Linked DNA regions of Mus musculus: region 2 is linked to region 1. The links are chromatin contacts, called in public promoter capture Hi-C maps. All regions are on one chromosome and are shown on one strand. Each heading gives the region's core, a stretch centred on a gene start, on an enhancer-like site or on the middle of the called end of the contact. The rest is flanking DNA. Distances are from core to core; before and after follow the strand shown.

Region 1 (6,811 bases), core at 94-2,593:
GTCATGATGTTTGTGCAGGAATAGAAACCCTGACTAAGACAGTGTCCTAATCGGAGGGCCCCAACGTGTTCTGCCTAGGACTTGGTCTCCATTTAGACAGGAGTGGAAGGTTGTCGGCAATTTTGAGGAGAGACATACTAGACATATTTGCATTTTATAAAGCCCCACTAGACATATTTGCATTTTGTAAAGCCCCTGGTAGCAAGGCTGGGAATGAATGGAAGGGAGTGGTCCAGAGGGTTCTCTTGTCTGTTTACGTATGCACTTACACAAAATCAGACACACCATCTGAATGTGCCTGTTTAACATCAATGGAGGGGACATAAGCTGTTGGGAGGAAATCGAGCTTTCATTAGTGTTCAGTTGTCCTTTAGATAAATGTTTACTCCTCTGCCTACAAATACAATAGCCCAGCAAATTTGGTGAACAAAGTTGTTTGCTGAGAAGTAAGATAGACTGGCAGCGTGTTTTGGGTGGTCGTTTCTCTCTGCACTACACATGGCATAATTTTGCATTTTATAAGCCTTCCAAAAGTATTTTCACAATTGCAACCCCTTCCAACACTTGCAAAATCAAGAAGCATGTTTTCGTTCTTATCTATATTATTTTGGGGCCCTACATTTCTAGAAATGGCTTCTGAAATGAGCATGACCAGGCTTCTGCTTACGTAGGAGGACAGAGACGCGGGCGTCCCCATCTGTTTTGTGGGGGTTAACGGATGGTTATACCTGCCAAAAGTATCTTGTCAACTGTAACTACTTTTGGAAATAGACAGATTTCCAGAGACTGGGAAATCGAGGGCTCAGGCACTGTAAGTATGTCCAATGTATTAGGCTTCTCTGTGGGGAAATGCTCTTTTGGAGAATTAATTTGACTCCGGAGGGCTTCCAACTGCATGGGCTCTGCGTCTTTTGAGAAAGATACCCGGCTGTCAAAGAGAAGTGCGCAGAGGCATCGGTTTGGCTATTGGGATGAGGGGAAGGGGGTCAGGTGCCGGTCGGCCTGGGTATCAGGACGGAGGTTGGAGGGGGGCTGGTGCTAGGCTGCGGTTCTGTATAGGGACATTTAGTGCGGTGAGGAAGGGAACAGATCAAGGCTGCGGGGGCGTTACTTACCTTTGCGGGCCTTGTCTCCGGGGATGTTCTGGGCCCTCAGTCGCTGGTCTAGGACGTAAAGCATCTCCCCGCCCAAGTTCAAAAAGAGCAGCGGCAGAGTCCGAACCGACATAGTGCCGGAAACCCGCAGGGTAGATGAAGGAAGAACCCCAGGGTTTGTGATTTAGCAGCCTGGAGGCCCCTACGCGTCCATAGCCCGGTTGCTGGGGCAACGCCGGGAACAGAAAGGCGAACCAATCACATGGTGGATTGATAGGAGGTGGCCGAAGACCGGCGCTTATTGGGTTAAGTGACAAAGATCGCTTCAGGGGATTGGTTCAAACGGAGGCGCGCACCTTTGGCCTCCCGGGAGCGCTGGTTTTGAGTTTTCCAGTTTAGCTTTGGTGTCGCCGGGAGCGTTCCAGCCAGCCGCGCGTATCTGCCGTGGCCCAGCCATCGCACCGGAAACTAGGAAAATCAACCCCAGCGTCTTCGGAGTCGTTCGCCTAGAGTCGTCTAGCGTCCCGGTCCGCCATGGCCTGCTGTGCTGCGGGCAGATTTGTGAACTATCTCCCAGGGACGTGCAGAGGAACCAGTGAGGTCATGGCAAGCGCCACGAAGGCATTCTGAGTTATTATAATCCCTCATCTCGATTAGTTATATCATTTGTCTCCTTTCTAACCCCTCCTGGAAGCGATGTTACGCCGGATTTACTACTCAGTGAGGCAACCCAGCCCGGCCCTCCTAGCAACTTAAGTAGCACCCTCGCGTTTCTTCACCTACGGCTGGACCTTTTCAGACGATTCGTCATCAGTGTTTCTGCTAAGCACTTCTCTCTCCAGCCACAGCAATCTTGAGACTTGAGCTTTGGAACCTACATCCACCTCCTTTAATAATCAGCCACTTCCTCCTTTTCCTTGTAGAATCCTCGCATTCCTTAATTCCCCTTTCTGCATTCCTACGTTCCTCTGTGTCACTGCTCTGATGCTGTTGGACTAAATTTCAAAAGGCGCCGCTTACAAAACACAGCTCATTCCTTCAATGTCTTCCTTCCTGCTTGTGGCATCCTCCACGTCACACCTTCTAGTCGTTTTTCTTTCCTCCCAAGAGCCAAACTTTTTAAAATTGTCTAGTACAACTTGAACCTTTTTGTTTTGTTTTGAAACAGGGTTTCTCTGTGTTGTCCTGGCTGTCCTGGAACTTGCTCTGTAGACCAGGCTGGCTTCAAACTCGGAGATCCACCTGCTTCAGGCTCTGGGAGTGCTGTGACCCGGCACATGAGCTTAACACCTCAGCCCCACCTGTAATAAACATCTTTATCTTCTGGTGGGCCTTATGCATTTTGTTATCTGCCCAGCTTCCAACACTATCTCAAGTTTTGGCAGAACACGGTCCCTTTCAGAGTTTGCCTCTGTGTACTGTCAGACTGGATAGGGTCAAGACAGAGCAGCAAGGTGTGGCTGCACTTGCCTTTGATCCCAGCACTTTGTAAGCAGAGTCCAGCCTGGTCTACATAGCAAGTTCTAGGACAGTCAGGACTGGGTCCCTGTCTTTAAAACCAACAAAAATCAGGCTGGAGAGATGGCTCAGCGGTTAAGATCACTGACTGCTCTTCCGAAGGTCCTGAGTTCAATTCCCAGCAACCACATGGTAGCTCACACCCATCCGTAACGAGATCTGGCGCCCTCTTCTGGAGTGTCTGAAGACAGCTACAGTGTACTTACATATAATAAATGAATAAATCTTTAAAAACAAAAATCCAAAACCAGAGAGAGCTAGGTTTGAACACTAGTCAGCTTTCAAAATTGGACAAGTTGTCTATGTTTCGTAAGCCTGTTTTCAATAGAAAATAGGACAGTGGCCGCAAAAACCTTTAATCTCAGCACTTGGAAGGCAGAGGCAGGTGGATTTTTAAACTCAAGGCCAGTCTGGTCTACAGAGTTCCAGGACAGTCTGGAACCCCCTTACCTTCCCCTCCTCCCCTACAAAAAAATAGAAAGGCAGCCGGCTTGAGGAATAAAGGATTTAAGTATCAGGCAATATTGAAGTGCCCATGGCTGCATTTAAGAGTGCCTTCCCTGCAGGCCTGATCCACTGCTGTGGCGTTCTCTCCCAAGGCTGGTGCCTGGTCCTGTAGCACAGGACCTCTACACAGGTCTCCATCTCATTAAGGCCTCCCTCAGTGTTCCTGGAGGTGATAACCAAACAGTCCAGCTTCACTTCTGATTCTATCCACTCACCTCCTCCTCCATCTCAGAGATGATCTCAATTTTCCCATCCTCACATGGCCCATTTTTTTTTTTTTTTTTTATTACATATCTTCTCTTGGCGATTAAACTTTTGGAGAAAGGGTTTCATGTAGTCTAGACTGGCCTCAAAGTAGCCATGCAACTCAAGATAGCCTTGAAATGATAATGTCTCTCCCAAGTACTGGAACTAGTCATTCAAACACCAGGGCTCAGTATCCATAGGCAACCACACACCCAGGGCCTCAGGTACCTCAACAGCTCCCAAACTGCGCTGGTTCAGCCCTCATCCCTCATCTCTCAACTGCTCTTAGGTAGCACATTAACACATCTTTCTCTTGGTGGCATTCCCTTCTTTTTTTCTTTTTTTGGTTTTTCAAGACAGGGTTTCTCTGTGTAACCTTGGTTGTCCTGGAATTCACTCTGTATACTAGGCTGGGTTCAAACTCAAGAGATCTGCCTGCCTCTGCTTCCTGAGTGCTGGGTTTAAAGGCGTGCATCACCACTGGCTGGCAAGCTGAATGTTTTTTTGTTTTGTTTTGTTTTTCCAGACAGGGTTTCTCTGTATAGTCCTGGCTGTCCTGGAACTCACTTTGTAGACCAGGCTGGCCTTGAACTCAGAAATTCGCCTGCCTCTGCTTCCCAAGTGTTGGGATTAAAGGCGTGCGCCACCACTGCCCGGCAAACTGAATGTTTTTATACCTGAGTCCCATTCACAGACTGAAGCCCTAACTCCAAAGTTACAGTGTTTGAGTCTCACTGTTCCTGTCAGCCTTTAGATTTCTTTCCCTTTTAACTTGCAGTTCTTCTGCCTAAATGCCGTTTCTCTTGGCCAGTGAACTCCTCATCCTTTAGGACCGTCCAGTAGACAGCTACGGCCACCGGCATTACCACTCTGAAACACCATGTATTTGTTTCTATGACTGCGTCCTCTGGGGTGATGGCAGGGACTCTGCCTCCAAGATCCCAGAGCAAAATTAAAAATAAACTCCTCTTGCTCAGGTTAAAAAGAAGGCCATCTTCCATCATTCTTCACGGGAACAGACTTTATTAGTTCACTTGGGTCTTCTCTGGTACGGCATTTGAAGGGTTCTCTGGCACCCCCTCATTTTTTTCTTTTTTGGCAGCAGCTGCAGCAGCTTTTAAGGCCCTTTTTTGCTTCTTCAGCTTTTGCACCTCCTGGTAAACCTGGTGGTTGAAAGGGGGTAAGAAAAGACTTTGTAATTTTATGTAAGACCTTGGATCTGGAGCAGGTCGGTGGGAACTATCTCAGTGGAAACCCTATTTTTTTCTGCATGTGTTGGTGACCTGAGCCAGTTCTAGGCCTTGGTCAGAAGCAGACTGCTTCTCTCTCCTACTCTTTGTACCTCAGTTCAGGGAGGCTGATCAAAGCAACCAACTGTATGACTTCGTACCCGAATGCACAGAGCCTTCTTGGCCAGGAAGCGGCGGTGAACCTTTTGGAAATGCAGAGGGGGTAAGGTATATTCCACCCCTAGCTCCTTGCATGTCTTTTCGAAGACATCATAGTTGGTCTGACGGAGGATTTTGAGCAACTTTTTCCTCCGGTCGATGCTCATCAGCAGATGGCGTTTGTGGGCTTTGTCCTATAGGAGAGGCTGTATTAGTATCAGTCATTGTTTTGAGACAAGGACTCACTTTGTAACCCAGGCTGGCCTCAAACACATGGCAATTCTCCTGTCTTAGCTTCCTGCTTGCTGGGATGACAGGCTTAAGCCATTATACTTACTCCTAATTTCAGTATTTAAGTATTAGCATTTCTTCCCATTAATGAAAATATGGTCATCTCATCAATTAATTGAAATGCCCCTACAATCTGATGTAAACATTACTACAATTCTGCAGGAGCTATTGTCATTGTTCACAGTTTACAGACAGGAAAACAGGTTTAGAGAACTTATTTGCCTGCCACAGGTCTTTAGACTGTGGACCCTGAGGGCACGCCTTAAATCTGCGTCTACGGCCTGCTCTGACTCCAAATCTCAGTCTCCCTGTAGCATGCATCCACTGAGCTTCTCCAGCACTCAGGAGACTCAGCTTGAGTAGGAAGAAAGAGAACCCTATCCTCTGTTCCAGGTCCTGCTCCCTGAGGGGCTCTGCAATGGAGCTGGGATTCTACATCTCAAATGACCAAAACTAATTTCAAAAAGAGCATGTTCAACCAGCTCATGGAAGCACTCAAGGCTACATCAGTCTGTCTTCACAACTGCATACTTATTGAAACAACAACAACAACCACCCCACTAGTGGTTGGGTCTGATGGCACATACCCTATAATTTAGCTTCAGTCAGCTGAAGCGAAAGGATGGAGAGTTCAAAACCAGCCTTCTCGGCACAGGGACCAAAACACCAGCAATTTCCTATTTCTAGCAGCTCTGTGATGCTCAGCTGAGCAATGACACAATGGTATACGGGCCCTGGGCAAGACTGCCAAGATGTGTCAGGCGTCACTCCCTAACAGTGTCCTTGAGGACACTCCATGGTGAGATTGCTGCTCTGAAAGATTCGAAAGAAGCGGTTCTAAAGGTTATGAGAGACACCGGCTAAGAGCCTAGAGATGGGCTGTGTACCACACTGACTGCTAGTATCAATTCTTGTAATCCTTGCACTTCTGTGGCAGAAGTCCCACTCTACAGATGTTGAAAAACATGGGCTCAGACCAATAGGCTTCCCAAAGTCACCATGACTTTAGGTAGAAGTGGCAGAGCTATTATCCATGCATTTAAAAACTGTTTACTAAGCACCCACTATGTCCCAGGCAGTGACCATGCTCTACAGTTTTTTTTTCTTGACCACAGAAAACTCCCAGCGGAGTCTGTAAGGCTCCTTTTGTCTCTCTAGAGGCAGGAGGGGAGTGTTTTCCTTACTAGGGTTGAGGGTGTGACCTCTCTGGTGTCACAGTCACTAGCTTCTTAGGACCAGGAGTCCTTTACTCCCTGCCTCCATCCTTGCTATGTGGTTTAGCTTTGAGCGAAGCCCGGGGCTTACCTTTCGATGTTTCTGCATGTGTTCTTCATAATTGCGGATCCTGACAGTCAAGGCAATGACTGAAACCACAAACCGCAGAGGATGAGAGCTGGGCATAGAGGAAGGGAGGGCCCAGACCCACCTCGTATTTCAGAACCAAAGGAGTAACAATCAGCGATGCTTTTGTATAGCTCTAATCCTACAGCACTCTGAATTGCAAATTCTCAAAGAAAATCTGTGGATCATCTTTCTACTAGAAAAGCAAGCTCAAGAAAAGGAAATAGTTGAATCCATAAAGGCCATTATCTACCATAGCAAATAGCATTGTGTGTGAATGTGCGTTGGGGGGGGGGGGGGGGGAGAAGGTGGTTGACCTTAAACGTGCTATGTAGCCCAGACTTGTAACCAGCTTGCCTTTCTTCCTTTACTAGAATTATGGGTGTGTGACCTGGGCTTGGCTGTGGAGCAGCACCCTCAATGGCC
Region 2 (6,534 bases), core at 633-3,132, 680 kb before region 1:
TCCTCACAGCCCCCACAGCCCCATCCCATGTGTCATGGCTGAAAGAAATCCAGCCTCGGCTTCGTTCTAGCCATGTGCCATCTAGAACATAGGTTAATGTTCTAATCTCTCAATGGTATCACTTTTACCTTCTCATCTGTTTCTTCACCAGAAAGAAACAGAAGGTGGCAGCGATTCCTCTCCACTAGTTTTTGTTGCAGAAACAGAACTTGGAGAGGAAGCCAGACTTGTCCAGAATTACACAGCCTCTGAGGAGTGAGACTAAATTTTAAATGCCTGAGTCCAAGACAGGAAAGAATAATGATCCTGAGAACAGAGAAGGGCCACCCCAGCACTGCCACTGAACTAGTTGTTTGACCATAGGCCAGTAAGTCACCTAGCCTCTCTGTGCCTTGTTCCTCACTTGAAAATGAGGGTGACAAAGGACTTGGTGAGTTAGGAGACTCCATATTAACGGTGTGTGGTGAGTGGGCACCGTGACCATTTCTATCCCCTCCCTATTTTCAACATGAAAAAGAAAACATCTTTCTGCTTTTTATTAAGATTTATTTATTTTATGTGAGTATATTTTTGCTGTCTTCAGACACACCAGAAGAGGGCATATGATCTCATTACAGATGGTTGTGAGCCACCACATGGCGGCTGGGAATTGAACTCGGGATCTGTGGAAGAGCAGTCAGTGCTCTTAACCACTGAGCCATCTCTCCAGCCCTCTGCTTTTTAAATTCTCATTGTCATTAGGATTTCTCTCACTTGCCTTTTCTTAATCCCCATCTCTGCTTCTTAGGACAGACGGGTTAAATTTTGGAAGAAAGAAAAGGGATTGGTAGTGGTCATTAGGGCATGTTTGACAGAGAGAAAGAGAGAGAGAGAGAGAGAGAGAGAGAGAGAGCACCTGCCATGGTGATGGTGACACACAAATGCGTAGACTGTGCCTAGGTGTGACAATGCACCCCTTCCACCCTGTGTCAGTATTTTGGCCTCTTCTTAAGTGCAGATCATGCCAGACTCCTACTCTCTGTGCCTAGGTGGTGTCCTCAGCATCCAAGGATCCTGGCTTGGCATTGAGGATTACCAGCTTAGAAAGTCTGAGAGAAGTCAGCATTTTCAGAGCGTTTTTTGGATCCAAAACCATGAAAGAGAGGTTGCTAACACCCCCTCTCTCATTCTCTCTCTCTCTCTCTCTCTCTCTCTCTCTCTCTCTCTCTCACACACACACACACACACACACACGCACACACACACTGACACAAGTATGCACATAAACTGATGGGCTTGAGTTTGCCACTCACCGGTGTATTCCACACTCACCCTTGGGTGGTCAGAGAAAAGACCATTTAACAGGGAAGAAAGCTGATACCAGAAACAAGGAATGCTTTGCTCAAACTCAAAGGCGAACGCGTACATTTGTTTAAGCATTAATTTTAAAAGATTTAGAAGGGAGTGGCGAGATCGTTTATTGGGTTAATTCATTGACCACGAAGCCTCAAGACCTGAGTTCGAACCTTCAGGACCCACAGGATGGAAGCAAATAACTGACTACTGCAAGTTGTCCTCTGACCCGCACATCGGGCACACGGGTGAGCCCTTCCACTAAATAAGTTAATGTAATAAGCAAATGTAAAGAGAAAATTCACAGACCCGAGCGAACACAGACCCCTGAGTTGCATTCCAGCCTCGAATCCCATTTGATCGCAGCTGCAAGCTTGGAGGCCAGAAGGAGCTCACATCAGCTGGACTCGAATTCATTCACTCCTCACCCCACCGGTTCCCACCAGAGCCACGCCTCCCTTTCCGCAGCCAAGGGAAAAGGCTGAGATAGGCCATAGCTTGTCTCTTTAATGCGCGCCCCCAGAGGCCCGAGCGCGCCCCCGCCGCTATAACTAGAGTGCATGGAGCAGGCTGAGCTCAGAGGGCGGGCGCTGGGCACCCGTTGCCCGACTTTTTTCCAAGTGCCATCAGCTCCCGTCTGGCCCATTTCCATGGACGCTCCCGCAGGCGTCCCCCGCTGAGTACCCCGTACCTTCTGGACTCCCGGCAGACTTACCCCCAGCTTCCAGACGGTGATCCCCGTGGGCTGTAAGGGCTCCCGGCTCTCGCCTCGCCGTCGAACGAGGGCTGTGTCTCCGCCACACCTCACGCCCCACACTACCCGCCCCATGTTGGTGCACACATACTCCGCCATGGTGAGTAGACTCGGGTCCCGGGCACACTGGGCAGAGGGCATCGAGGAGCCTGGCTGCTGAAGCCTCCAAACCTTCTGCCCCCCACCCCCGCGCCAACGAAATCGCGAAGGTAGGGGACCGTAGGGCCTCTTGGCAGCCCAGGAAGTGGTGGCAGAGACCCGTACGTGGTTGGTCTCCAGCCTGGGGCCGCGGCGCCCGCGGGGCCAACGCCGGTGGACAGCTGCAGGACACCCGCGAGCTGGAGGGGACCTGGCGGGCTGGTGTCTTTTCGGCCGCTCATGGGTCACCTAACGCACGCCTCCCCTTCTGCAGGAGCGCCCCGACGGGCTGGGCGCAGCGGCTGGCGGGACCCGCCTGTCGTCCCTGCCCCAGGCGGCCTACGGGCCCGCGCCGCCACTGTGTCACACTCCCGCCGCCTCTGCCACCGCGGACTATCATCCTCCTTACTTCCCGCCGCCCTACCCTCAGGCGCCGCTGCCCTACGGCCAGGGTCCCGACGCCACCGCTGCCTTTCCGCACCTCGCCGCTGACCCCTACGGCGGCCTAGCGCCCCTGGCGCAGCCGCAGCCCCCGCAGGCCGCCTGGGCCGCACCCCGTGCGGCCGCCCGCGCCCACGACGAGCCGCCGGGCCTGCTGGCGCCACCCGCCCGCGCTCTGGGTCTCGACCCGCGCCGAGACTACGCCGCCGCGGTTCCCCGGCTCCTGCACAGCCTGGCCGACGGCGCGCACGGCCTGGCCGATGCTCCCCTCGGTCTTCCAGGATTGGCGGAGCCGCCCGGTCTGGAGGAATTGCAGGTAAGCCCAGAGTGAGCCACGGTGGGTCCCGATGGGCAGCGATTTAGCATCCTGGCTGGAAACAAAAAAGTAACAAAAGTAGGAGCCCGGCTCTTCTCCCAGGTGCAACTTTCCATCTCTGCCGCTAACAGGGAGTCTTCCGTTAGATGCTGTCTGGCCAAAAGATGGCCTCGAACTGTGCCTGGGTGGCAGCAGCCCTCGTGGAATCACTTCTTTCTCTCCCCACTGTAGGGTTGAGCCATGGTGGGCATCCATACCCAGTCCCAGTCCGCAGGGGCAACCTGGGCCGGGGTTAGGAGAGGCACAGGAGTGGTCTATCTAAGGCAAGGCAATCATCCAGGCAGTGCTGCAGCTTAGACGCATATGGTGCTGAGCCCAGGCTATTCCTGGTCACGCCTGTCCCCCGGTAGCCGCCTCAGGCAGCCGGTGGTACGCGTAGGGCGGAGCAGACATGGACTAGGGGTAGCTGGGCGACTAGGTCCATACGGACCCTCACTGCCATCCTCTTCTATTTGCAGGCGATAGATGACCCTGGAATGAGCCTCCTGGACCAATCGGTGATCAAGAAAGGTAAGGAATGGTGTGCGACTTCCAGGGCAGAGTCAGGCCCTGGGTGCTCAGACCCATTTTCTTTCTCCCTGGCTGTTGTTTCCTGTGCGTCGCCCGGCTGCGTGGCCACGGAACATCCTTCCTCGCCCAGGAGAGAGGCCATGGCGCTAGCTGGATAATTTGACTCAGGACTTTGCCGCCTGAGGTGGGCTCGCACTACCTAGGCTGCAGCTGCTTGGCCTCTCCTCTCTGAAGGAAGGGCGTTCTTGTGGATCTGGAGTCGATTTGCAGAACGAGTTAAACCACTTCCCTGTTTCCTAAGAAATGGGAAAGGGAGCACTGTTGCCACAGATTTTGTTCAATGGTTTCCACTTTTATTGAGCTTTAACATTTTGGAGCCTGGCAAATGCTTTCTGTTCCTTTCTTCTCAGCAGACCGGGGCGGGGAGGGAGGTGCTTCCATTTCCCCTCACCTCCCAGGGCAGAGGATTTTCTTTAAAAGCATTTAGGATTAGAAGAGATGACTAGCTTGGGACGGGCTGTGTGCTCCTGGAAAGGTCTGCTGCTTCCAGGACTGTCTGTGTCTCTGAGCTTAGGGTCCTGTGCACACTCTATGTTCCTTTTCTAGGCAGCAGTGTTTCTTGGGGTGTGTTTGCTGCTGTGACTGTATTCGTGATTTGTATCTGTGGGTGTTGTGATATAGTTTCTATTTGGGGGCTTCTCTGAATACCTAACGTGTGTTCTGGAATTTGTCGTTTGGTATTTGAGGTGTTCTAAGAATGTGAGGGCCTCTCCTTGGTCCGTTGGTTGTTGTTGCTGCTGCTGTTGTTGTTTGCCTCCATATTTGTTTGTCTTTTGAATTAGTCAAAGGCAGGAGTGGGAGACACCCCTTGAGTAGAGTTAGTAGAGTTTTGGGTCTGAAGACCGAGTTCTAACCATGCCTAGGAAAGGTAAGACAGAGGCAAATTAGACAGAAGCAGAGACCCAGACCTTGGGCAAGCTTCTTAGAATTGGGGTGGGTGCCCAAAGGAATTCAGAGGCTCATGGGAGCCTGTAGCGCCCAAGGGCAGGCACACCTCCCGCAGGATTTGGCTGGAGCTGTTTTTCAAACAAGTGAATTCAAGCCCAGGCTGTTTGCCCTGCCTAGGTTCTCAGGGGAGGCTTGTGGTGGGAGTGGAGCTGGTACAAGGGGCTGGACTTCCAGAACTAGAGCTAGGTATGGAGTTCAGGAGATTAGCGAACACACCTCCCAGAACTTGGTGAGGGATGTCTCCAGGAATCTGGGACTCTCAGGGAGTACAGGGAAGAAGAGGCCCATGACCCACCTCACCAGCGCATTGCTAGCTGCACTTTGTTGGGTTCCTGAACAGCTCTTGTTTTGACCCAGTCGAAGGGAAAGTTGGATTTGCCACTGGGCTCTTTGCAAATCCTCCAGATTCTGGCTCCTGTCCAGGCTTAAGGGCAGAGAACCCAGGTTCATTGACTCCCTAGAGAGACCCAAGCTCTACGTTTTAGGAAGGCACTCCAGTATCCCAAGGCAGAAGAATCTACTGTTGATCTGAGTGCTTTAGGTCTTGAGAGTTCCTTGTAGGTTCCCGGGGCTTGCCCAGACCCCAAAGTGCACACCGGGGAATGAGTTGAAGCACTCTCAGAAACTAAATCAGTCTGAGGCACTGCAGCAACTGTGGGAAGGGAGGGAACAGCCCGGGACAACCTGCGGAAAGAGGAGCCTGGATCCACGGCAAGCTTGGAGATCTGCTATCCAGCGGGCCTCTGAAAGAGAAAAGGGGTCCAATGCCCTGGGATAGCGGGCTCCCACGACCCACCCCAAGAGGAGCGGCTTTGGCGAGTCAGGCAGCTCTACCACCAGACCATGTTCCCTGGGAGAGCCTCGCAACACGCAGGTTTTTTTGTTTGTTCGGGTTTTGTTTTTTTTATTTTTGCCGGGTTCTAAACGGTGAACGTCGGACTCGACGCTTCGCCAGGTGGGTGGCCATAGGTGACAGGTTAGCTACTGCTGTTGGTACTCAGGCCCTTTCAACGTTATCGGGCGCTTTCTGAAGACTCTGGACACTGTTTTCTATGGTGAGCGACCGCCCACCGCCCAAACCCAACCTTGGCGAAAGAAACTCCCGCCTTGGTGAAAGAAACTCCCGCCTTGGAACCCTGAAGCGTCTCGGCGTGAAGGGACCTTGCGCCGCTAGGACTTGGGGTCCAGCACAGGAAACCCTTGCAGCCTCGGGTCCCCCAGCAGAAGAGACCCTCCTCCTAGGGATGTAGGGAAGCTTCGGGTGTCCATCTCACCAATATCGCATGGCACCGGAGCCTGGACAGCCTCACAGCCCAGATCTGCACATCTCCACGGACTACAGGCACTTGTCCTGGACCGGAGGAGGTAGGGGCGTCCCCGCCGCTCCACCCCATGCCTCCATAAGAACTCCACCCTGTGAGTTGGGAGTGGGCCCGATTACCCTGAAGAAACCTGAAGGCAAATGAGTAGCACTCCATTTTCTGCGCCCAGCTGTCACCTTTAGTTTTAAAAACCTATCACAGACAGGTAGAAAGCGAGGGGTGGGGGTGGGGGCGGGGCGGGGGACACTTGAGGAGAAATGGCATTGCTCTGTGTTGGTGCGGGACGTTTTAGGAGCTCATAGCAGAGTCGGTCAGTCCCCCAGGGTTAGAGGCTTCCTAAAGGACAGACATTTGAAGGTGCTCTGTGTGTGTCTGCTCTGTGAGTGCTGGGTTTTGCATTCTGAGCACGCTGGGACAGTTACTCCACTAAGCACGGCTTGCACAAGCGCCTTACCTGTGTGTGTGTGTGTGTGTGTGTGTGTGTATGTGTGTGTGTGTGTGTGTGTGTGTTGGGGGTGGGGGTGCGATGGGGGGAGACAGGTGGGTGAGGGAGATTGTGGATATTAGAAAAGAGATAGAGCGGAATGGTTTGAGTATGAGACTGGAGAGACATCCCTCTTTTCTTCCAGAAGATGGTGGCTGATGGTCGGAGT

What was found. Promoter capture Hi-C pulls out the DNA fragments that hold promoters and counts their contacts.
Region 2: a contact with region 1 is called in a promoter capture Hi-C map of liver, with 2.1 times the contacts expected there. The contact joins the promoter of Tfap2e here to the promoter of Oscp1 in region 1. A contact is called at or near these places in 2 of 39 promoter capture datasets (both in liver).

What each region holds. Positions count from the first base shown.
Region 1 is chr4:126,053,097-126,059,907 of GRCm38.p6, reverse strand. It overlaps Oscp1 (organic solute carrier partner 1), which reads right to left and starts at 1,343. Exons shown (of 10, transcript NM_172701.3): 1 at 1,116-1,343. The coding sequence starts at 1,227. It overlaps Mrps15 (mitochondrial ribosomal protein S15), which reads right to left. Exons shown (of 8, transcript NM_025544.2): 6 at 6,350-6,408; 7 at 4,756-4,947; 8 at 4,372-4,528. The coding sequence ends at 4,391.
Region 2 is chr4:126,731,617-126,738,150 of GRCm38.p6, reverse strand. It overlaps Tfap2e (transcription factor AP-2, epsilon), which reads left to right and starts at 1,882. Exons shown (of 7, transcript NM_198960.2): 1 at 1,882-2,186; 2 at 2,499-2,981; 3 at 3,500-3,551. The coding sequence starts at 2,160.